Regions from separate parts of the Sus scrofa genome. Here all the other regions are linked to region 1. Evidence: chromatin contacts called from public Hi-C and promoter capture Hi-C data. All regions are on one chromosome and are shown on one strand. The core of a region is the stretch at or near the end of the contact, and the rest is flanking DNA. Distances in the headings are between cores, read along the strand shown.

What was found. Promoter capture Hi-C pulls out the DNA fragments that hold promoters and counts their contacts. Hi-C and Micro-C count contacts between places; a contact is called where the count stands out from the background.
Region 2: a contact with region 1 is called in a Hi-C map of epiblast stem cells, with 2.0 times the contacts expected there. The contact joins the promoter of SP6 here to the promoter of HOXB7 in region 1. A contact is called at or near these places in 2 of 47 Hi-C or Micro-C datasets (epiblast stem cells and heart right ventricle).
Region 3: a Hi-C map of omental adipose tissue shows a contact between it and region 1, with 1.8 times the contacts expected there. The contact joins the enhancer-like site here to the promoter of HOXB7 in region 1. A contact is called at or near these places in 11 of 47 Hi-C or Micro-C datasets (alveolar macrophages, brain, embryonic fibroblasts and 8 more) and 1 of 2 datasets of contacts at active chromatin or transcription factors (alveolar macrophages).
Region 4: a contact with region 1 is called in a promoter capture Hi-C map of fetal skeletal muscle, with 7 times the contacts expected there. The contact joins the promoter of NFE2L1 here to the promoter of HOXB7 in region 1. A contact is called at or near these places in 1 of 5 promoter capture datasets (fetal skeletal muscle) and 2 of 2 datasets of contacts at active chromatin or transcription factors (alveolar macrophages and skeletal muscle).

The regions. Positions count from the first base shown.
Region 1 is chr12:24,860,673-24,866,847 of Sscrofa11.1, reverse strand. HOXB7 (homeobox protein Hox-B7) reads left to right here and starts at 2,173. Exons shown (of 2, transcript XM_003131549.4): 1 at 2,173-2,726; 2 at 4,832-5,683. The coding sequence starts at 2,327. The coding sequence ends at 5,085. It overlaps HOXB8 (homeobox protein Hox-B8), which reads left to right. Exons shown (of 4, transcript XM_021067111.1): 4 at 1-863. The coding sequence ends at 4.
Region 2 is chr12:24,104,512-24,110,686 of Sscrofa11.1, reverse strand. It overlaps SP6 (transcription factor Sp6), which reads left to right and starts at 3,859. Exons shown (of 2, transcript XM_021067083.1): 1 at 3,859-4,086.
Region 3 is chr12:24,275,354-24,281,528 of Sscrofa11.1, reverse strand. It overlaps COPZ2 (coatomer subunit zeta-2), which reads left to right. Exons shown (of 10, transcript XR_002337149.1): 10 at 542-867. Among named protein-coding and RNA genes, the nearest start is that of MIR152, 14 kb to the left of the region's middle. Within about 2 kb of position 2,173, at least 34 of the 83 cell types and tissues checked have an H3K27ac peak or open chromatin away from gene starts, as enhancers often do. A contact at or near this core is called in alveolar macrophages, omental adipose tissue, skeletal muscle and 1 more, where this site is marked.
Region 4 is chr12:24,300,550-24,306,724 of Sscrofa11.1, reverse strand. It overlaps NFE2L1 (nuclear factor erythroid 2-related factor 1), which reads right to left and starts at 3,344. Exons shown (of 6, transcript XM_021067094.1): 1 at 3,215-3,344; 2 at 711-1,732. The coding sequence starts at 1,220.

The DNA of each region.
Region 1 (6,175 bases), core at 924-3,423:
GTAGGCTCCAGCTGGGACTGCCAGGGCCGCGGCCGCGCTGCGTCCGCGGGTCCCCAGACCGCGCTGCTGTCGCCCGCCCCCGCCCGAGAGAGCTCTGGCCCCGCGAGCGGGGCCGGGAGCCTGGCCTCCCACCGCAGCGTCCCCGCCGCGCCAGTCCCCGCTAGTGGTAGTATCTCGTAATAGCTTCTGTGTGTGAGCTACCGTGGATCTCCTTCCCTTCTCTTGGGGGGCCGGGGGCAGGGGGAGAAAAAAGGATTTTAAGCAAGGACTCCCTCGCCCTGCGAGGGTGAGCGGCTGCGGCCTGGCTGAGCCCCCCCCTACGCCCCCGCCCCATGTAAAAAGCCTCCTTGTGCAATGGTCTTTTTTTTTCCTTTGAACGTGCTTCTTTGTAATGACCGAGGTACCGATTTCTGCTAAGTTCTCCCAACAACATGAAACTGCCTATTCACACCGTAATTCTTTCTGTCTCCCTCTCTCGCTTTCTCTCTGTCTCTCTCTCTCTCTCTCTCTCACCTCGTCCTCATTTCCCCCTCCCACCCTCTCTCCCCGCTGCCCTCCCTAGCTCGCTGGCTTTTTCTCTGGCTTCTGTCTTTTCCTCCCCCCCCCACCCCCCGCTTTGGTTTGACAATTTTGTCTTAAGTGTTTCTCAAAAGAGGTTACTTTAGTTAGCATGCGCGCTGTGGGCAATTGTTAAAAGTGTTCTTAGGTTTACTGTGAAGAGAATGTATCCTGTATCCGTGAATTGCTTTATTGGGGGGAGGGAGGGCTAATTATATATTTTGTTGTTCCTCTATACTTTGTTCTGTTGTCTGCGCCTGAAAAGGGCGGAAGAGTTACAATAAAGTTTACAAGCGAGAACCCGAGACTGGCTCGGCCCGCGCTCCTCATTTGCTCCCGGCGCCTTGCAGAGCTGGGGGGAGCCGGGCACCCGGCTTCTGCGCCCGCCTGGCCAGGCCGCGAGAGGAGGGGGCGGGGGCTGGAGGCAGGTGGTGCGAGTCCCTGGGCCCAGGGGCGCAGGGGGTGAGGGAGGCGGCTGCGCGTGATTGGAGGAGAGAGGAACGAGGGAGGGGAGCCGAGAGAAACCCCCTCCCTTCGCGTTCCGAGGCTGCCGGCCCCGGAGACCCCGGAGCACAGGCCACGCTGGAGAGATGCGCCTGGGCTACTGGCTGTATCCACCCCCCCCAATACACACACACCTCCCCCTTTGTTTTTGTGTGCCCTCTCCAGTGTGTGTGTTGGGGGGCCATAGAGCTAGAGTGCTGGGCTGCTGCACAAGCTTATATTTTTCTTCTTCCTGGACTGTGGTGGGGGGAGGGAGCAGACAGAGAAGCGAGATGCTCTTTCCTGCCTCTTACTTTCTGGGACTTGGCCACCTTTGCCCAGCTCCGAGATGGTTGCTCAAAGCCTTCCTTCCTTAGCTTGCTCTGCTTCCCTGGCAGCCACGCTCCACTGGGGCATCCGCCTCCCGGAATCAAGAGAGCAGCATACCGGGCTGCCCTCCTCCCTTCCTTTCTCCTCCCACCCACCCCACCCCCTTCCTTTTTCTTTTTTTTTTCTTCAAACCTTTAAATTTTTTTTTTTTTTTTTGTCACCAGAAACCGCAGCATCCAACGCCTGTGGGCTAAGTCTCGTGCCTCTGGGAGCACCCACAAAACCTCAGTCCATCCCTGCCCATCTGTCTGGGGCACCGAGAGATAGAAAGGGAGAGCAGTGAGAGGGAGTCGCGAGGCCAGGCTCACCTCGTTGTTCACCTCAGGAGCAACGGACCAAGTCCAGACCAATTTCCCCCAAAGGCCAACCGGACTGAATCGGTCCAGATTAATTATGACCTGCCCTGAGCCACCCACTCACCCCATTTTGTGCAATCTCTGCGTTTATTTCTCGCTGAGTAACAGGCTGGGGAGGATGCGTGTGGGTGGGGGGGGCGGTTGACAACACGGATCGCTCTCGCTCTCAGAGGTTATTTATTTTCCCTTCCACTCAATTTCTTCCTCCCCAGATCTCGCCTACAAGCTGCCTCCAGCCCACGGGGTCGACAGCGGCCCTTGAGCCCCCAACCCGAATCCACAGGGCCTGGCTTTCCCATTCATTATTGATCATATTTTATAAATCCAACGCCACACAATTTTTTCCACATTACCGGGAGCCGTGGGGAGGCTGCCCCGCCATTGGCAGAGGGGACGTCACGTGGGCAGGGTCACGTGGCCCAGAGAGGAAAAAGGGGGTTCTTTTTGGTGTAAATCTGGACTCTAATTCTGTAATATATCAAGGAATCTCGTAAAACCGACACTAAAACGTCCCTGCCTACAAATCATCCGGCCAAATTATGAGTTCATTGTATTATGCGAATGCTTTATTTTCTAAATATCCAGCCGCAAGTTCGGTTTTCGCTACCGGAGCCTTCCCCGAACAAACTTCTTGTGCGTTTGCTTCCAACCCCCAGCGCCCGGGCTATGGAGCGGGTTCGGGTGCTTCCTTCGCCGCCTCGATGCAGGGCTTGTACCCCGGCGGGGGGGGCATGGCGGGCCAGAGTACAGCTGGCGTCTACGCGGCCGGCTACGGGCTCGAGCCGAGTTCCTTCAACATGCACTGCGCGCCCTTTGAGCAGAATCTCTCCGGGGTGTGTCCCGGCGACTCCGCCAAGGCGGCAGGCGCCAAGGAGCAGAGGGACTCGGACTTGGCGGCCGAGAGTAACTTCCGGATCTACCCCTGGATGCGAAGCTCAGGTAACGCCGCGCACCGAGCCGTCCCGAGCTGCAGTGGCCCGGGCACACTCCCCGGAAGGCGCCCCCTTCCCGGCCAAGTGTCCCTCTCCGCGTCCAGAGTGCTCCTGGCAGCAGGTCGGCCCTGGGGACGCGGCACCCCCCTGGGCCGCGACCCGGCGCGCCGTCCCCACTCCCATTTTTGCTTGGTGCTCTCAGGCTCGCCGTGCTTCCCTGGCGGATCCCTCTCTGCCGACGCCGCGGCGCTGTGAGCCCCCAGCCCCCCACCCCCCCACCCTTCCTCCCGGCCTTTTAGCTTTAAATATTTATCAGCCGCGCCGGCACGGGCTGGAGACGAGGCCGTTTGTCTTGCGGAGGAAGGCTGGGGTTTGCAGAGAATAGCCATTAGGGTCTCCCCCCTCCCTTTTCCCTTCCCCGCCGGGGATCTCAGCTCTGGGTGTGTCCCCCAGCCCCAGCTTGGATAAGGTCTGGGGGAGGGGGCTGCCGTGCTCAGCAGTTCTCCCCTCCCCCTTTCTTCCCAGCCAACCCTGCTCCCCCATTATTCCCTTCTGGACAATTAGAGGTGGGCTCTAGAGGCCTGGGGGGAAGAGGGGGTGTGAGAGGAGATGAGGATCCAGCCAGGGACACAGAGCCAGAGAGGCAGGTGGAGAGAGGGGGGCTGAGGCCAAGAGAGATAGGCTCCTGACCCCCCAGTGAACTTGGAAAGGGGGAGGCAGGAGAACGAGTGAAAGGAGCAGAGGCCTCAAAGGAGTACAGCTGGCTGTCTCAGGTGCCCATCCTAGCACCCCTGGAGAACTGGCCGACAAGTTTGCATGTATCCTTCCAGGAGGGTGAATGTCCTCTGAGGGGAGAGACTAGGACTCCAGGGAGCCCCATCAAGAATTAGTGAGTCCCGGCCACTGAGGCAGCTGCTGCAGGAACCCCAAGATACCAGGGGCCCTATGGGGTTTCCTGACAAGCCTGTCCCAGACATCTTTCTTGATGTTGCCCTGGAATGGGGCCAACCTCAGAAGACCCAAGACTTGTGATCAGAGGCTCCCAGTCCAGCCACGGTGAGGGCCAGGAGAAGCCCTGCTCTTACACCATCCATATTAGTGGTCATGGTCCCCCTTACCTGCTCCATAATTCAACCGCCTTTCCAGGTGATTTATTAAAGCCCCAATTTTTCTGCTCATAAACATTTCAGCTTGGCTTTTATCTGACTTGAAATTAGGGCCCCCTAGCCCCTCCTCCCACTGTCTCTTTCCCAGAAGGGCTGATACCAGCACCTCCCCCAGCACAACCCCCCCCCCCCACAAGCTGCTTCCACAGGGTTTGGGACCTAACCTGGGAAGCTCTCCCCTGCCCTTCAGCCCCCACCAGCCAGATATTCCACCCCAACCCAGGCTGCTGTCTGTCTTCTCCTCCTGTGTCTTCTTGGAGGAGGTTGCTTTGGAGGGCTGGGTCATCTGGGCAGTGGGCAGGCCGGACAGTCTGGCCTCATCTGAACCTCAGCCACTCACTCACTGGAAAATAGTCCTCAGAGGGCAGCTGCTCTCAGATGAACTCCGCACTCCAAGGAAATCTGCAAATTCTCACCTTCTCATGGTTCCACAACAGACTGGGGGAGGAGGGGACTGGACCTATGAGGCTCTTTGTCTTCTTTTCTTTAGGGCGAAAAGCCCCCAGGTCAGACCTGGAGCCCCACTATAGGGTTGGGTTGCTTGCATGGCTTCCATTGTCTGCTACCCAGAGACCATCAGAAGCAGCATCAAAAAGGGGAGGCTTGGGGTTCCAGAGGTTTAGCTGCCTTTCATCCCACGTACACCCCTTAGGCACAGGGCCTTCAAGAGCCAGCAGGTTAGACCTTGGGTCCAGAAGCTTTAGGCTAGAAGACTTCCTGGGTGGGAATGGGACTGTTTGTCTTGGGAGGCCTGCAGAAAGGTCTGCGTGTTGAGGGAAGAGGGCAGGCATAGCCTGGGGTAGGGAAAGTGACAATTTGGTGTCATGGGAAACTAGGTGCTTCCAACCACAAAGGCCAAACCACATACAGGGTCCATGAGGAAGGTGAACACGCTCACGGCTTTTTCCACACTCACGGCTTTTTCTCCTGGAAATACTCTGTGCAGGGACGGACCGCAAGCGAGGCCGCCAGACCTACACCCGCTATCAGACCCTGGAGCTGGAGAAGGAATTTCACTACAATCGCTACCTGACAAGGCGGCGGCGCATCGAGATCGCGCACGCGCTCTGTCTCACCGAAAGACAGATTAAAATCTGGTTCCAGAACCGCCGCATGAAGTGGAAAAAGGAGAACAAGACAGCGGGCCCCAGGGCCACCAGCCAGGACAAGGCTGAGGCAGAGGAGGATGAGGAAGAGTGAGGGACAGAGAAAGAGCAGAGGAAGAGAGAGAGGGAGAGAGGGAGAAGCCCAGCTCTGGGAACCGAACCAGGAAACTCAAGTCAAATAGGGAGAAAACAAAATAAAAAAAAACAAACAAAACAAAAACTATTTAAATGAATAGCAGTACATTTTTTTTTTTTAAGGAGAGAAGGTGAAATTTTGGTTTCTTAACACTGAACAGAAAAATACTACCTATAGTAAAGTCTGACGACGGGTTTGTTTTGTATAATATGGGAAGGATATCACCTACCTATTCTGTAGCTTTCTGGAATCTGCCTCCCTTTTCTATGTCGCTAATTGTAAGGTCTTTGGTAAAAATCTTGCTGTTTTGTAAGTCCCTTCTTTGTGGTCTGTGGGTCTGGACTAATGTGTGTGGTTCCCCGCCTTTCTGAGCGCCCCCGTCTTCCCGGTATCGCACTGAAGGGGCTTTAGGGAGCCCCAAGAACCCACTACCCAGCTCGTATCCCCTCTGTGCCCCTGGCCTGCCCATTGCTCCTTGTTCCTGCCAGACCCTGTGATCTTCTTTACATTCTCTGTGTATCTGAAGGATGGAGAAATAAAAGCAATTAAAAATAAACAGATGCCCTATTTTCTGTGTCTCCCTAAGGCTGGGAGGGGGCGAGGGATAGGCACGTATCCCAGCGCCCCTCTCTCTGCTCCAACTTCTGCTGCTGGCTCATGTCTTTCTGGGCTGGAGTCTGCTCTTTTTTTTTCCTGGTGCCCCCTGCTCTGGGCGACTGCCAACTAGGGAACCCCAATATTTTACACACCTATATTCCCTTACATTCTTTTACACATATTGAAACACGAAGGGACACAATCACACCTATTTACAGGCTGACATCACACATGGACTTAAATAAATATGTACACTGTCACATACAGTCACAAACACCCCTATTCATATGCTCACAAATAAATATACAGGCATTCACGCATCCCAGTTCCTGCCCAGAACACATGTATTCACATTCACATGCACTCACAAGTAAATCCACATTCACACTTATTCACAGACACATTTATGCATTCTAACGTACCCTCACACACTGGCTCACAATCACACAGA
Region 2 (6,175 bases), core at 2,610-5,109, 760 kb after region 1:
TCTGCTTCTAACTTATTGTATGACTTTTTTTTTTTTTTTTGGCTTTTTAGGGCTGCACCCACAGCCTATGGAAGTTCCCAGACTAGGGGTGGAATCAGAGCTACAGCTGCCAGCCTCCACCACAGCCACAGCAACGGGGGATCCGAGCGGCGTATGCAACCTACACCAGAGCTCATGGCAATGTCAGATCCTTTAACCCAAGAGCGGGGCCAGGGATGGAACCCGCGTCTTCATGGTTACTAGTCGGATTTGTTTCCTCTGAGCCACAAAGGGAATTCCCTTATGGTGGGACTTTGAGCTACTTGCCTCCCTGTTCGGGGATTCAATTTCTCTGCTAGCAAAATGAGGGCTTGCACTAGACAATTTTTATGGGCAGACCAGCTTTGACAGTCTCACCGTGCAATCTCCACAGAGGGACAGTTGAGGTTTGGGAGGGACCGCAGCAATCCAACCCAAGATGGGACCAGCTTGTCCAATGGAACTCAGGGTCATGATGGCTTTGATCTGGAGAACAGTTTAAGAGTGTCATCCTCTCGAGCTTTCCACCCTTAGGATCTATGGGAGCTGGACTGCCACTGCCATCCCGGCTGCCATAGTGAGGCTGGATGGAATAGCAGAAAGAACAGGTGCTTTAGATCCTGACCGATCTGGACTCAGTTTCCTTCTCTGTCTCTTAACAACTTTGTAACCTTGGGCAGGTCATTTAACATCCTCAATCCTTGGCTTCCTCATCTGTATAATGGGAGGATAATAATAACTACTGCATTATTGCTGCATCCTCATGAGAATTAGAGATATTTGTGCGAAGCACATGGAATGGAGTAGGTGCCCAATAAATAAAAGCTGGTTATGATAAGCAGGGAGATGAACATGGCTTCTCTGGGTACAAAGTGGATTGTTGATTATAAATGAGGCGTGAGAAGGAGAGGGCTGGTAAGAATGGGAGATAGACACTTGCAGCAAAAATCTGTCTACTTACAGCTGCAGGGAATGAGCGAAGGGACTAGAAATGGCCCCAGTCATGGGCAGATCTCAGTGGGCTGCCTGGTTCAACTCTGAGATAAGACCATGGCAGTGGTGATCTTGGCAGTCACGTCAGCATCAGATCATGAGCACCACTAGGGAAAGAAACATCTAGCATTGGGCAGTTGGAAGGGCTGGAGTCAATGGAACAAAAGCAGAGGGGGAATCTGGAAGAAAGACAGTGCCCTGACTCAGAGAGGCAGAGATCTAGGCAGGGCCGGAAATCAGAATGGCTGGGTTTGCTGAGATAACTGCATTGCTGTTGAATTTCATGATGATGAGTCCCAGACAGGTGGAGGGTCTTTGCTTCTGGAAAACACAGATGGCTTCGGGTCAGGACAAGGTGGGGTTAACAGGGGCCTGGGGTGAAAATGGGGGTGGTATGTCTACTATGCAGAGGCTGGATCCCTTTCCCCGTTGCTTTCCAGAGAAAGACGGAAGGAGCTAGGAAGATAAGACTATCTGATGCCTATAAATAAATGGGAGGAGGGACTCTTTTCCCATTCAGAGTCTGATCTGTGCTTGGGAGTTAGCACCTTAAGGGAACAACCAGAGGCCAGTGGGCTGAGGGAGGAGGAGGAAGAGAACTCCTAGACCTCGAACTAGACTTAGCCCGGGAATTTGAGTAGCGGGCTCCTAGGCTCTGAGATGAGAGCCCCTGACTGTTCCAGACTCAGCTGTGAATTGAGGTGTAAGTTCAATAAAGTCAAGATTTGCAGGCTGAGCACTCAGAGATAAAGCCATGTGGGACACAGAGGGTTGTCAATTTGGCCGCGGCCACAAAGAATCAGAGCCATTCTTGAGAATCTATATCTCAGGGGCAAGAATCGGGAAGGAAATCCGACTGATCAGAAAGCAGAGTCCCTGACATCTGGGAGGCACCTCTCCGCTTCCTAAGTGCCTTTCCTTCACCCCACAGAGCGGCTGCTCTAACCTCATTTCACCTAGGAGGAAACTGAGGCTCAGAGCAACCTGACCTGCCAGATGAGCTTAGCAAGTGCAGAGCTGGAGCTAGAATTTAGGTCTGTCAACTTCTAGCCCAAAGATCTTTGTGCCTATACCTTAATCCAACAAATATTTGCTGGGAACCAACTTACTGAATAATTATAACACTACCAACGATAACTTCCGTTTACTGGGAACTTCCCCGGGGGGCCCCACGGGCCGAAGTGTTTTAGGAACATCAATTCCTTTAAGCCCCAGGAAACCCACCCAACTTGAACCCAGGTTGTCCAGATGAGTCTTTGAAAAGAGAGATTTAGAGATGAATCAGACACTGATTCTGGGTATGAGGACGTGTATGATTGGGTGGGGGGCTACACACGAAAAGATTGATTTTCAAGTGCCTGGTGGCTTCAGGTCAGCCGTTTTCTAGTTGCACTTCGAATGCCAGACAGGTAATCTGACCGTGGTGGAATCGCGGCTGACCAGTGAAACTGAATCAGCCTAAAGTCCGCTCTTGGCTGTACGAAATAGACTGCAAAAATAAAAACGAAATTTAAAAAGTAGAAGGCAGAGCGCCTAGGGAAAGTCAACGGGCGCAACGAGGAAAAAATTAGCAAGTTCATCAGAATTCCACCTGCAAGAAAAGGGTCATTTCAGGAGGTCAAAGCAGTGGGTAAGAAGCACCCACCGGGAAGGCAGCTTCGTAGGTACCCTGGCGAACAGGCCAGCCTGGTGGGGAGAAGAAAGGTACACCCCTACCCACTGGCGCTGGGTTTCTCAACTAACTCCGATCCTGAAAGACGTTTTTCGGTGGGTGTCGCAAAAACCCTGAAATTCTGCAGAAGGGTTGCACTGTGTGTGCGCAGTTGTTTTTCCTCAAAGGAATCCAAGACCCCTCCCTAAAGTTATGAGCCTCGGGTTTAGACATTCAAGTGAGAATCGGAGGAGTGGTGGCGAGGAGTCGCTCAGATCTTGGCAGAAGTGTCCTTTCCCAGGGCTATTCGGCGCCTGCCCCAACTTTCAAAGCCGGGTGCGCGAGGGCGAGGGTGGCGGGGCGCGGGCTGAGAGCCTTCGGGACCGAGAGAAGCGCAGGCGTATTTGAGAGGCAGACCCGGCAGACGCTAGGGTTGCTGCCTAAGGATGGATAGGGAGTGAGGGCTCAGGGGGGCCGGTGGAGATGGGCCAGTGAGGTGGGGAGGGGAGAGGAGAGGGAGAGGAAAGGAGAGGAGAGGAGAGGAGGAGGTTATCCCCAAAAGGTGAGCGGCGGGGGGAAAGAAAGGCGGAAAGCAAGAGAGAGCAAAGGACCGGGGTAGGTGGTAGTGGCGGAAAGAAGCGGCGGGGAGCACGGTGAAGGAGAGCAGCGGCCAAGATCAACTTCTCACAGCCCGGGCCTGGGGGTAGACCGGACACATGCTTGGCGCTCCATCCTGTTTCCTTCTTTCCTCTCAGTTCTGGGGCATTGCTACCCGGCCGGGACAGGTGGGTTGAGGGCCGTCGAGGCAAACGAGGCCCTAGGGTGACTCAATATCACCTCCGGAGCCCGCCCTCTCTTCCATTCCCCGAGGGTCTGAGTCCTGCGTCCCCGCCAGACCCAGCCGGCTCGAGGGCAGTTTTGCCCTCGATGGGGCGGGCCCCCAAACCTGGGAAACACTCCGCCCAGGCCCCTCGCCCCGGCAGCGGAGGGGCCAGGGAGGAGCGAGGGAGGGGGCGTGGTGCGACCTAGTTTGCGATCTCTACCCCCCTTCCCTCCCTCCTCCCCCCCCGCCCCCTCCCCGCCGGCCAGCCGCGCTCGGCCTGCCGTCTGGCCGAGCCCGCAAGGGTTAAAGGCGGCCCACAGGTGAGGTGGGCGGGGCCGCGAATTCGGGGAAAAAGGAGCGCAGGACCGAGGATGAAGGCAGAGAGCGCGGTGAGTCACGGGCGGAGCTGGCCTCGCTCGCTCGCTCGCCGGCTCCCGCCCGCCCTCCGCCCTCCCGCCGCCTCTCTCTGCCCCTCCTCCGCCGCCGCCCGCCCCGGGTCTCGTCGCGGCCCCGGCTCGCCCTCTGCTCCTGCCCCTCGCCCACGAGCGCCCGTTGGGAGCGCACCAGCCTGCGGCATCCTGAGCCCGGGCGCAGCCTCGAGGTAGGAGCCCGGGTTGGGGCGGCGAGGGGTGAGCGCATCGCGGCTGGTTTCGGAAAGACGCGCCCGGAACGCGCCGTAGCCTCCTCTGGCCTCGGGAAAGGTGGTCCGAAAGATTCCGAGGGGCTTAGAGCCCTGGCGGAGTGAAAACGGGGCGGACGGGCGAGGCCGGAGACTGGGGCAACTGGAGCGACTGGGACAACTGGAGGACTGGAACCCTGAGGACCGGGAGTACGGAAGTCCTGACCACCTGAGCACAGGTGATGGGAGAGGCAGCCGGCGGAAGGGGGAAGGAAGGTGACTCTACCTGCCTTCCCGCCTTGGGGAGCGACAGGTCGGGTACGCGCCTGGCTGTCTCCCTTCCGAGATCTCGGCAGCTAGGCTAGTGCATCTCAGGATTGGGCTCTTTGGCCCTGTGTGTCGGGAGAGGCCACTCCGGAGCCTCTGTAGTTAGCCTCCCCACCCCCTAAGCCCCGGGGCCGTTCCCAGGCGCCAAAAGCTATTAGGGTCCCAGGACTCACTGCTCCCGCCCAGCCCCTTCTGGGCTGCCCCGCCTGGGCCTGAGGCTCGGTTGCTGCTGCTTCACCCGGTTCCTTTCTTGTGGTAAAGGCAGGAGCCTGAGTTGGCGCCCCAGTCCCCCTCTCCCTCCCTTTCCCAGACTGCCAGGGCCACCTCCCAAGTCCCAGAAGCCAAAGGTGGTAGGGTCATCTGAATTTGGCTTTGGGAAGGAAAAGTCCCTGCTCTAAATCACCGCATCTCCTCCCCGCCATCAGAGAAGGCCGAGGCACCCAAAGCCACACACCCCAGGCACCAGGGCAGGGCTCCCAGATCTTAGGGAGAGGTGGTGAGATGAGGCTGATCTTCAAGTGACAGGTTTGTGGTGGAGAAAGAGGTGGGTGGTGGTGGTGGTGGTGGGGTGTCTTTAGGTTCCCGGTGGTTTAGGGAAAGAGTAACAGACCAGGAGTAGAGAGACTTGGTTCACAGAGGTACACAAACTCCCTTTATTATTTTTTTAATATTTGCTGATTTGAATGAATAAATGTCTTTTTTCAAGTGACTTCAAATATGGCCTCAGTTTCCTCTTGTAAAATGAGAGGATTGGCCTGGAGTAGTGATTCTCAACCCCTGGCTGCATGTTAGAATCATCTGGAGGGCTCCTAAAAATGATCCAGGCCTAGCATGCAGCCCCTCTATAATCTCTTTGGGTGATTCTTCCTCTTAATTTCGGTATGATTCTGGCAATTTCCTGTTGCTTCCCCCACTCTGTCCCTGCATCCCTTAAAGGGGTGGCAATTTTCTCTTCCTGAGCTTGCTGGCTGACCTCTTTTCTCTGGGGAAGCAAACCCCTCCAACCTTCACATCTGGGTCTCCCCTAGATTGGAGGAGAGCTGGGTAGCAGCCAGAGAGCTAGCCGGCTGGACACTTGGTGTGGGTTAGGATGGGGGGGGCAAGGGGGTGCTTAGCTTTCCCTGGTGGGGAGAAGCACTCTGGGAACTGGCCCTGCAGCTGGACCCCAGGGAGGTGAAGCCCCAAGTAGAGGGAAAGAGGTGGGGGCCAGGCATGGGGGTAGGTTTGGTGGTGCTGAGGCAACCCAGCCAGGCAGGGAGGTGGGGGGAGTGGTGCAGAGCAGAGAAATGCCATTTTTCACTGAGCGTGCCTCGTGCCTCAGTGATGGAAGGAGGGCTCTTTTTTTCCCCCCAAAACCTCAGAACCTGCTTTGCACTTTGGGAAGTCAGGTCACTTGAAGCTTTGGGTTAGAATGCCTGCCTCCCCCTCCCCAGCTGTGTCCTGAGTTAAACTGGGGAAGCTGAGATGGATCTAGAGCCTCCATTTGGGTTGGGAGCAGGTCCGAGGGGGGAGATGGGAGCAATGCCACTGCCCCTTCACCAGCCTGGGCAGTTGGAGTGCGCAGATGGTTCTAGCACTGTATTCTAGGAGTATTCGACCTGTCAGTCTGGGACCAACCTAACTCCCAAGATGAGCTGGGTCTTATAGGAGGGACCACCTAGGAAAAGGTTGACTTCCATCATACACATACAGAGAACCTCAAACCCTCAACCCTTAGCACTCCCAGATTCTCTTAACTGATCTT
Region 3 (6,175 bases), core at 924-3,423, 590 kb after region 1:
GGGGCTGAGGTTGTTTCTTCAGCAGGATATGAGAGTGAACACATCTGAGTGCAGGTGTCTGGCCGGGAACCCTTTGCCAGCTGTGCCACATCAGCAGTGGGGTGGGGTGTGGAGGACATAGTACCAGCTGAAGCCAGAGCTAGGGGTTTGGCTGAGGTATCTGGGCACAGGAAGTGCCAGGCCTGGGACCGTCTCTGCTTGGACGTGGCACTGGGCTGGAGCGCACATGGCATGGTGTCGGGGAGACAGGGCTGCGGCCACACCCAGGGCTGCAGAAGCAGGAACCAGAGGGCTGGGCAGGCCCCAGCCTGGGCTGGTTGTTGGCGGCAGCCAGTTTGGGCTGCACTTTCCGTCTTGGTGGTGGTGGTGGTGGGCCGCCCACTAAGGCCAGGCGGAGGCGAGCTGCTGCCACCTAGTGACCGAGGACTGCAGGGACCCTTAAGAGAAGGTGCTGTAGATCCCCACTCTCGGCAGGGTTAATGTGCTTGACACCGCCCCCCCCAATAATCCTCTCAACTTTCCTCATCTGCACCCCACCCAGGTTCTTCAGTCTGCCAAGGAACAAATTAAGTGGTCCTTACTGAAATGAAGGCGTGCATTCAAGTCTCCCTGCCCCCAGCCCATTCCCACAATCCTGGCAAAAGCACAAAGGCCCTGGGGGACACTAGAGATCCCTCAGTATTCCCAGGCACTCCCAGAACTGACTCCCGAGGTCTCTAGCCAGGGACAATGAGATGCAAAGGTTTGACTTCAGCACTGAGTCACTCCTTCTCACCACCCTGGCTGCCGTTTTGGCCTGGAGACCAAATAAACCTTTGGCATCCTTGGCCTCAGAGCCCAAATAAACCTGCTTTTGTCCCCTGCCAATGGTCTCCCTCTCTCTTGGCCCTGGGAAGGGGATGCGTGTGTGTGTTCATTCTGATAAAGGCTTTTTTTTTTTTTTTTTTTTTGGTCTTTTTGCCATTTTCTTGGGCCGATCCCGAGGCATGTGGAGGTTCCCAGGCTAGGGGTCGAATCAGAGCTATAGCCACCAGCCTACGACAGAGCCACAGCAACTTGGGATCTGAGCCGCGTCTGTGACCTACACCACAGCTCACGGCAACACCAGATCCTTAATCCACTGAGCAAGGCCAGGGATCGAACCGAAACCTCATGGTTCCTAGTCGGATTCGTTAACCACTGAGCCATGACGGGAACTCCCTGATAAAGGCTCCTGCACTCTGTGTGGCTCATCTTCAGGATGCCCAGTACCAGGGTGTATTCTTGTGGTTGTGTGATTGGTGGGGAAGGGGTGGGTCAAGGGAAGCAGACCACTTAACATAGTGAAGGGGTGTGATACTCATTCTGGGACCCTATATGTGGTGGCGAGGACTGGGCATGACTGTGTGACAGGGTAAAAGAGTAATAATGAGAGGAATGGTGCATTTAGGGGGAAAAGGAGAGCAAAAGATTGTACCTACATGGTGGCCCCGCTGGGGATTCTTCTGCTCACATTTTCCATTCTCAGCCTCCAGAAGGGAAGGGCGTAAGATTTCCTCCGGACAAACTGAGGAACGGCATGCGCCTGTTTTTCTTGGCTTGCCCAGGACAAGAATTCCTATGCCAGCGGAATTCCTATGCTGGCTTCTACCCTGGGCACTAGAGCCTGGCAAACTTGCCATGGCTAGGCTTAGGAGCGAGAAAGCACCGGGCAGCTCCCACCTTGCAGTTGTGGGCAGAGCACACCGTGTACTGAAGGTGTGAAGCGTTGCAGATCCAGAGGGAGAGAAGGGCGGAGGGGGACCCTAAGGGCAAATGGGAAGGATGGAGTGACATTTGCGGCGACAGATTTCCCCTTCTCTCTCCGCGTTCTAGAAGCTCCCCTTTTTCTCTTTCTCTGACACATACACTTTTCTTCGTCATGTGCAGAAGACCCAGAGAGTGTCTAATAGTCCGACATACACCCCTCGTTTCCCTTGACCCCCCGGCTAACTGCAGCTGCAGGTCCACGCCCCGCCCTGGCTCCGCCCCTTGGCGCCCGCAGCCGAGGGGAGCGTGGTCCCAGGACCGAATCCACGATCCTTTAGCGACATCTGGAGGGAAAATCGGGAAACGCGCTCCCTGCGGGTCCGCCTTTCCTTTACTAACTCCGCCCCCAGGGCGGGACCGACCCCTTCTCAAGGGAGTTAATCGCTGGCCTCTTACCCCAGCGGCTGGCGTTTCCCTAGTAACCACCCGGCGCGACCTGCAGGCGAGCTCCTAGCCAGCTAGAGCTCACAAATTTCTGCCAGCGACCGCTGAAAGCAAGTGCTGAGCCCTGGGTGTTAAATAGAGGCAGTCCCTGCGGGTTATCACGTCTTACATTACAAAACTCTGCAGGATTGAATATTTATAATGGGCATGACTACTTCTGTAATTAGAGAAAATGATAAAGATATAGTTAGGTAAACAAATCAGTTGTAAATACTGTGTTCCAGTAAAAAAATGCAAAAAGGCCACATCGGAAGGGGAGAAAAGAGTATTCAATTAAATGGTGTAGAGTTTAAGGGCCAGTGTGACGACGGGAAATGAGAAAATTTCCAGAAATACTTGAGCAAATGTTCGGCCTCGTCCGGTATCCGGCTCCATCCACCGCCTCTAAACGACCGACCGCAAGAACCAAATCCGAGGGGCAAATTCGCTTCCTAGCAACCTGGACGCCCCAGCCTGGGCCGCACAATTCCAGTTGTGCAGGGACCAGGATGGGAAGGCCCGGCGCTCCACACAAACTGACTCACCGAATGCTATGGACTATGCACTGCTATCCCCATTTTACGGACCGGCACACCGAGGCTCTGAAAGACTAAAAAGTATTTGCAACAGTTTCCGCAAAGGCGGGCTCAGGAGGAGGAACTGCTGGAGGGAGGTGGCTTTCCCTCGCCCCTTCGCCTAGGGCAGTCCGAAGCCCTCCCCACACAGGGACTGTACCGGGTTAAAAGGAATGAGCCGAAGGGGCAAGGCAATGCGGAAGGGCGACCAGGGAGATGTCCTCGCCCGCTGTGGCCAAAGGACTGTGGAACTGCGAAGAAGCAACCGACCCACCCCCGCGGCAGAGCTAGGGCAGCGCAAAGAGGGCTGCACTGAACCGCTGGGGGACCCAGGGAGCGCGGGCAGAAGGGGCGCGGCTCCTTCCCAGGGACGCCAGGTTTGCAGGGGTGGCTCTCCCCGGGCTGAGACCGAGGGCCCGCTGCGTGCCAGGCTCCCTCTCTGTGCCCCCAGCCCCGCGGAGCCGCCAGAACGGCGGGTCTGGCCGTCTGCCTTGAGCTCTGCCCGCTGGCCCCCCGCCTCTCCCAGACGCCTAGTGAGCGAGAGCGAAGGCGCCGTCCGCCGGGGGCCGGATTTCGGGAAGTGCCGTCGGTGGTTGCTGGCAGGAGCGGCCCTGGGGCCTGGCTTCCCGTCTGCTCTCAACCCCGGGGCTCCTGCCCGTCTTGCCCTCGTGGGCAGAAGCGGGTCTCGAGTATCTGTGGGGAAGGGGCTTCAGGACGTCCCCTTTTCTCCTGCCGAATTGGCACCGGGGCATTTCAGAAACGGAGACACCATGGGCCAGAGGGCTCACACTGTAGCATCAGCGGGACTCGGGTGCAGGGGGGCACGCTAGCCACCCCTAGACCCGGCCAGGGACACAGAAGCAGTACCGCCAGGCCTCAGACCCCCCTTATACCCTTTTGAGCCGGTGGCCCCCTCTCTGGTTCCGCCCCCCCCCCCCCCCGCTTTCCGGCCATTGGCTGGCAGGAAGGCGGAGCTGGTCGGATAGGCCAGTACCCAGACAGTGATGGATGGCTCCCCGCTGCCTGGACCACCGCCGGAGTGTATCTGCTCCGTGGCTCTGTTTGGCTAAGGCAGGAGCAGCGAGGCCTGGGAGTGGGTTGGGGGATGAGCTGGAGACCGGCTTAAGGCTCAGACTTTCTGTGCTCTCAATCTCCCTTGAAACTCTACAGAGAAAAAAAATCTTTTTTTTTTTTGTTTTGTCTTTTTAGGGCCGCACTCACAGCCTATGAAGGTTAGGGGTCGAATCAGAGCTACAGCTGCCGGCCTACATCACAGCCACAGCAACAGCAGATCCAAGCAGCGTCTGCGACCTACACCACAGCTCATGGCAACGCCAAATCCTTAATCCACTGAGTGAGGCCAGGGATCGAACCTGCAACATCATGGATCCTAGTGGGATTCGTTAACCACTGAGCCATGACAGGAACTCCCAGAGAAAAAAGTCTTACCCTAATGTCCCGTGGATATCCTTAACTCCAGAACCTGATGTAGGCAAAATTCAGTAGTTTCCCCAATGTAGTTTGCACACAACCCAGTGGACCTTCCTTTCCTTCCAAACTGGGTCTCGTTCTTTTAACAGTATTCATGCATTCCTTTTGTTTGCTCATTTGTTCGTTCTTTCATTCAAGTATTTGAGTATTTGCCAGGAGCCAGGCAGGAGGGAAAGAAAGGGAGACTGGTTAGAAAGTGATTGGGCCCAGCTGGGGCAGTGGGATGGGGTGGGTTGAAAGGAGAGAAGGGATTTGAGAAATATTTCAAGGTAGAAATACCTTTTAAAATCAAACCGCAGGGAGTTCCTGTCGTGGCTCAATGGTTAACGAATCCTTCTAGGAACCATGAGGTTGTGGGTTCGATCCCTGGCCTCACTCAGTGGGTTAAGGATACAGCGTTGCCATGAGCTGTGGTGTAGGTCGCAGATGCGGCTCAGATCTCGAATTGCTGTGGCTGTGGTGTAGGCCGGTGGCTACAGCTCCGATTCGACCCCTAGCCTGGGAACCTCCATATGCCTCGGGAGCGGCCCTAGAAAGGCAAAAAAAAAAAAAAGACAAAATAAAAAAATTAATAAATAAAATTAAATTGTGTTTTTTACCATGACCTGAGAGGTGATAAAAATTCACAGCGTTTGAGACTTTCCCTTGTGGCTCAGCAGTTAATGATGGACTCCCCATCTTTCCCCCTTATAGGGTACATCATCATCCCTGCCCATGCTCACTCCCAACAGCCCTACCCAGTAACAGTTCTGATGGATTCCAAATGAAGGTTTTGCTCTCTTAGGGGGACCGAAGGTAGACCAGACTTTATCAAAAACTGTAAGTCAGGAGTTCCCGTCATGGCTCAGCAGAAACAAATCTGACGAACCAACCAAAAAAAACCACGGAGCTTGTACTTAAGACATGTGTTCTTTCCTATAGGTAAGTCATACTTCAATAAAAAAGAAAAATAAATTAATCAAACAGCTGCCAAATTTTACTCGATTGTCAACATTTGTGTGGTCCTCATTTGTTTCTCATGTCTATATGGAAAATATGAGGAGGATCCAAAGAAATGGGTGACTGTGAAACACATGTGGACTTTCCGCTGTATGTACAGATGAGTGCCATCCCTCTAAATGGATGGCACCCTTGTGGTGCAGCAGGTTAAGGATCGACGATTGTCACTGCAGCGGCTGGGGTCCCTGCTGTGGTGTGGGTTGGATACCTGGCCTGGGAACTTCCACATGCCTTGGGTGCCGCCCCCTAAAAATGGACTCATTGGTAAGAAAAGCAGTATTGATAAAAAATAATAATAGCAGAAGTAAAATAAAGCTTCTTTTGGAATAAATTATTTCTTTTCTTTTTTTTTTTTTTGTCTTTTTGCCTTTTCTAGGACCAGTCCTGCGGCATATGGAGGTTCCCAGGCTAGGGGTTGAATCGGAGCTATAGCTGCTGGCCTACGCCAGAGCCACAGACAACGCAGGATCCGAGCTGCGTCTGCAGCCTACACCACAGCTCACGCCAACGCCAGTTCCTCAAGCCACTGAGCAAGGCCAGGGATCGAACCTGCAACCTCACGGTTCCTAGAAGGATTCATTAACCACTGGGCCACAACGGGAACTCCCTGGAATAAATTATTTCAATAGACATTTACTAACTGTCTGTTCTGAACCAGACACTTTAATGGGAGTTGATGGAGGCTTCTAAGACGCAGTCACTCTGGGGATCCGATTGCACCACAGTGGGAACTCCAAGATGTAGTTTCTGAGCCAAGGAGATCATAACTGGCCTGGGAACCAAGTTGTATCAGAAAATAAAGACATTGAAAAAAAGAAAAGAAAAGAAAGACATTGACAGAGGAGGTGGTGTGTTACACAGTATTTGGCAGAAGGAAAGTCAAAGACACTACAAAGGGA
Region 4 (6,175 bases), core at 2,095-4,594, 560 kb after region 1:
CCACTGTTAAAAGCAACTGCATCACCTTCTGCCCAGAACAGTATGCCAGCCACAAGTCAGGAGTTAAGATCTCTGACGACTGGAAGCAAGCTGACCTCAGCAGCAGAACGCAGTTTCTCTCCTAGCTCCCGGCCTTACTCCCTGCAGAGAGCCTTTAGCAAAGAAAGGGAGCCTTGGCTCTCTGCTAGCCAAGAATAACTATCTAAATCTACCCCTTGGCTCAGGCTCAGGAGAGCCGACTTATCAGGCAGGACCTTATGACAACAACAGGCCTGACCACAAAGGAGGAGAATTTCAGGATACGTATGTGTGTTTTGATGTGGGGGGAGGTACAAGGCAACAGTCCACACAATATCTGTGTCTTAGCAACAGATACACACCGCATGGAAGCGCATCACAACATGACTCCCTCCCCCACTCCGGGGCCTCCAGGAGTCATGTTGAAATCCAAGCAGTAAACACACAGGCATGTTCTAGGAACCGCCCACTGCCCTGACGGTCCATTTAGAGGTGGGTCAACCACTCAACCTAAGGAAAATACTCCCAGCCTCCAATCCCAGGCAGACAGTTAAGCCCATTCGTATCCAAGAACACCCTCTCTGGTTCTTTACAAGGGTTTACGAATACCACCACCCCATTCCTTCAGGACCAGCCCACCGCGCCCTCCAACCCCAGACCCTCCCCACCCGCCCCTCCATGTAGCCACTAACCTCTTTGGTTAAGTCTCCACTGACTGGAGGGGCTACAGCTCCCAAATCCTCCAAATCTTCACTGAATCCCTGCTCCGTTTCGCTCTCTCGCACCCCGTTGTCTGGGCCTGTCACATCTTGGAGACCACTGGAACTCTCGAGGGCGAGGCCTGAGCTGGGCTGGCTGCCAGAGACCGACCCCTCCGGATCCCGGTGGACCAGCCAGGCGTTAACCTCAGTGGTGGGCACCTGGAACCTGTCCAGGGCCCTCACCTGACTGAGGAGCCGCCGGGCAGTGAAGTAATTGTCCAGGTCTATGCTCTTGGGGTGGATACCATAGCCATCCAAGGTATTCCTCAGGTTGTGGAACTGGGTCTGAGTATAGGCAGAACTGGGCCCCAGGATGATCTCCCGGAGCGGGGGGAGCTGTGAGGTCAGGTAAGTATCCACGTCCACCCGCACCCCAATCAAACTGAGCAGAATGGTGAACTGGAGGAGTCCTTCCGTTAAGTATTTCTTCAGAGAAAGCATTGCTGAAGGACCAGAATGTTTATGCTTTCTGGTTTTTAAATCTTCCAAAAGACAAATCAAGGCCACTGCTCTGCTGCTCCAGCCAGCAAGTTACCCCCCTCAGGGCCAAACCCCGGACCCCGCCCCTGGGGAACACAGGGGCCGAGCTCCCTGATGGCCTCAGAGGAAAGCACAGCCCTTGGAGCCAAGGCCACTCTCCAGACCACATTCACTTTTCCCTTCGTGACACCACACTGCTGAAAGTACAACTGTTCCTAACCCAGTCCAGGCCCTCCGGGCCCACGTGACTTCCTGTCTCCACAGTCCACATACAGTCACTTCCTCACTCACATTAGTTGTCCTTTGTAGATTCCACTGCAGGCTGTTCTCAGGAACAGCTGATGGATTTTTTTTTTTTTTTTTTTCCTTCTCCCTCCTAAGGTTTATTTTCTTTGGCTGGAGCTACAGGCCTTTTGTCTTGGGTCAGAGTGTCCCGCCTCCTCCACACTTACCAGGGGGGTTTCCAGAGAAACCTGAAATGGGAACCACAAAAGCAACAGGATAAGAGTCCATCATTTTTCATCCACGATCAAGGCAGAAAGCAGAAAACATATTAAAAGACCACTCTTATTTTTTACTCAACAATAACTCAGTTATACGCTCGTAAAAACAAAAAAACCCAAAAATTTGTTATAGACAAGAATAACTACGAAAGGAAGATTCTGCTCACCAGGGATCTCAGTATCTGGCTATTAACTGTGCAGGACTCTAAAGTTCATTTCAGATAAGCAGATAATGCCCAGGGCATCCTAACTATTTTACATGTTGTCCAATTTATCAACCCTCCCCCACCCCAAGTATACACTACCCAGATTCTATTTTTAGGTTGAGAAGTCCATTTCCTATCTTAAAAGAAAGTTTGCTTGCCATCTCTCAGGAGAGAGCCTCCTACAAGTCCTCTCCCTTCAAGTTCTAAAGGGGAGGGAGAGATTATTATTACTGGCTGAGAGTGTACAAGGATGAGAGGACAACACATTACAGAAAAAATGCTTTTTCTGTTTTCCCGATTTTGAAACCTGACTTCCCTTTCCTATCATTCTTACATTAAAGGAAAAAAAAAAAGGTGGGGGGTACTGAAGGGAGGGGGGTGGGGGCTGAGGCAGGATTATTTGGCCCAGAATTTGAATAGGCAGGTTTTATTTTCATTCATGTGACCTTCTGAGCCAAAGCAGAAGGATATGGCCAAGTCCTCAACCCAGATAGCCAAGTGGAGAGAGAGCAAAGCTGCCTTTCAGTTTCTAGTCTCTACTTCGGAGCTTCCATTAACCTCACAAACCAACACATAACTCTCTCTTCTTCACTGTTGTGACCCAATCCTAAAGAGAAAAAGGGATCTATACATACACACAGACACACACACACACACCCTTATCTGGTTAGAGTAAACATAATTACGATCTAGAATTCCTGCTTACACTACCCTCCAGTTCTCACGCGATTTATTACTAAAACCTCCCAAGAGCCAATTAAGTTCGGGCAAATGGACGAGGTCCCTTAAAGATCGAGGAAGGCCAGGTCTGAGCCCGGTCCCACCCTGCCCCGGATACCCGAGTCCGGCTGGGACCAAGTCGCCATGCCGCTCCTGGCGCCTCGGCTTCTAGCCTTCTGGGGCAGCAGCGAACAAGTGCTACTTTCCTGGCCTTGACCCACCCGGATGGCCAAACCCCACCCCGCCCTCCGCCCCTATGGCCCCACCCCGCTCCCAAGCCCGGGCCTAATACCACGCCTTCTCAGGCCCTCAGCCCTCCCCAGTCCAACCCACCCCGAAGCCGGCTTTCTCCACAGCCTCTGGGCCCCTCCCTGCCAGGTCCAAGGCCCAGCCCCGAGCGAACCCCGCTCGCGGCCGCCCGCTCCCGCCTCCTGCCCCTCAGCTCCACCCCGCCGCCCTTCACCCCATAAGCCTTGGCCCCGCGGCACTGCGCCCCTCCCGTGAGGGAAAAAAATGTGCTTGATACCGCTGCTGAGCTCGGCGTCCGCCGCTGCTGTCCCAGCAGGCCCTCAGCCCGAGTCCAGGCCTTGCCGCCGCCACCGCCGGCCGGCCTAGAGCTCGCCAGCCTCCGTTTCCCTCCCCGCCCCCTCCTCCCACCTCACTCGGAAGCCCGCCCCCCGCGCCCTCCCCAGGAACACGTTTCTTCCAATCAACGAGCCGAGATAGTGGCCGTCGCCGGATGTCGCTTTGATTGACAGCAGGGAAAGCCCAATGGCTAAGTGTACCTCCTCCTCCCTTTACCGATTTCCCAAGACTGACAAGCTCCGCAGTCCAATGGGCATGTAGGCCCGCCCCGCGGCGCAGGCCCACCAATAAGTGGGGCTAAGGTCCTATCGCTCGGCGTTCTAGACTCCCTCCGCCGTGCGCCAGCCGCGGGAATTACAGGCTGGGCTCGGAGCAAAGCGAGGAGGCCGACCTCTTCTAGTGCGTTCTTTGAGCTGGAGGATAAAGGCTTCTGGCCGGGTGTGGGAGGTGGTATCGCCGTCGGAGCGCGGAATCCCCCCCATGAGGGTTCCCACGATGACTTGCAAAAGTCCAGTGAGACCTGAGAGGCCGAGGTGGGGGCACAGCGTGTGTATTTGGCGGGTTTGACGACGCTCGTGCCACCATCTTAGCTGCTGGCAGCGGAAACCACTCTCTCAGCTTCCGCTCCGTGGAAGCTTGGCACGGGGTTCCTTGCCAGTCCGGGATCTTTGCACCACATGTCAGACAAGGGTCAAACTGTGGCGGCAGCTCGGCGATGTTGCCACGATGGTGTGTGGCATAATTAGTGATTTTTTTGTCATGATTACAACACCCCAAAGAGCTCCGCCCCTGTATGGTCTCTGCTCAACCTCCCACTTACGTTACTCCTGCTTTTCCATAACTTTCCTCAGTTTCTAGTGTTTTCTAATCTCGCCTAGCCCACGTATTCGTGATTTTCAAATATTAGTTTACCCCCAGCAACACTTGCGGAAGTTGTTAAACTTGCACATTTGGAGGCACCATGCCCGAGGTTCTGATTCACTTACGACCCAATAACCTCGGATGGGTGCGGAGACCACTTTTAACCAGTGGCCGAGTTGGAGTATGTAGTGAGTTGTTCCTAGCTGTGGGACAAAGAGGCATTGACTCAAATTCTTGACTCCTTGGAAGATCCCACTAATCTAGTGGGCGAGTCACTGGTCCTTGTACAATCAAGGACAAGGCTAACTGGTAAGTCATTCGGTGAGAACATTGAGTCCATCACGTGTTTGGAGAGTTAGGCGGCTTAATTCGAGGTGGTTCCCAGATTATAAAGCACTTTCGCCATATGGAAGTACACAGTAGCATCCATTCATTGAATCTTTAAAAAACGTAAACGCTGGCTACCTGTTTCAAAGTCAGATTCAGAGAGCACATTTTATTTCTTCGTCTTACTATTTCTCTCCCAGAAATTGCTAGAATACAAACGCCACAAGGACTAGAATCTTGTGCACTGACTGTGGAGTCTTCAAAACCTAGAAAAGTGCCTGCTACTTAGACACTCAATAAATGCTTGCTTAATAATCGAAGGGGAACAAAAACAGGCAGGCCTGTGGTTAAAGGCACCCATCAACTTGGAGGGTGTGGCTGAAGATGTGGCATGTTATCAAGGAAAGGGGTGACCCTTCAGCCCTTTAGTAAGACCACGAAGGTAAATACTGCTCTTGTATAAGAAAGCAAGAGAGGGAGTTCCCGTCGTGGCGCAGTGGTTAACGAATCTGACTAGGAACCATGAGGTTGCGGCTTCGGTCCCTGCCCTTGCTCAGTGGGTTAACGATCCGGCGTTGCCATGAGCTGTGGTGTAGGTTGCAGACGCGGCTCGGATCCCGCGTTGCTGTGGCTCTGGTTAGGCCGGTGGCTACAGCTCCGATTGGACCCCTAGCCTGGGAACCTCCATATGCCGTGGGATCGGCCCAAGAAATAGCAACAACAACAAAAGACAAAAGACAAAAAAAAAAAGAAAGCAAGAGAAATTAAGGTATGATCAGTAACTCAAAAAATAAGGAAACAGGAGTTCCAGTCATGGCACAGCAGAAATGAATCCGACTAGGAACCATAAGGTTGCAGGTTTGATCCCTGGCCTCGCTCAGTGGGTTAAGGATCCAGTGTTTCCGTGAGTTGTGGTGTAGGTCACAGACGAGGCTCAGACCTGATGTTTCTGTGGCTGTGGCATAGGCTAGTAGCTGTAGCTCTGATTGGACCGCTAGCCTGAGAACCTCCATATGCCACCGGTGCGGCCCTAAAAAGCAAAAATAAATACGTGAATAAAAATAAAAATAAGGAAATAGTTTAAAACCATACACTAAAATATATTAAGGGTAGACTAAGTTTACAAAACTCTTTTTGAGATGATGGAAGGGGAAATTTTATACTAAGAGTGGCTGTTTGACACAGCAAATAGAGAACAATTTTAAACCTTAACACGAAAGGTTTAATTGTGAAACAACACTGGGCAATCCTTTATAGGGAGTCAGGGAACCCTAGTGCCAACAAAATTTGAGTGTTTTAGACAGCCCCCTTGTATTTTGCAAGTTTCTTTTGAGCTGCATAGCAGGGTATCAGGTACCTGGGATAAGAAAAAAGGCATGTTGGAGTTCCCATTGTGGCTCAGCGGTAACGAACCTGATTAGAATCCATGAGAATATGAGTTCCATCCCTGGCCTCATTCAGTGGGTTAAGGATCCCACGTTGCTCTGAGCTGTGGTGAAAGTTGCAGGCAAGGCTTGAATCTGGCATTGCTGTGGCTGTGGTGTAGGCCGGCAGCTACAGCTCCGATTGGACACCTAGCCTGGGACCTTCCATATGCCAGGGTGCGGCCCTAAAAAGACAAAAAAAAAAAAAAAAGAAAGAAAGAAAGAAAGTTATGTTGTGGATATGAGACTAACATAAGGAGTTCCTGTCATGGCTCAGTGGTTAACGAATC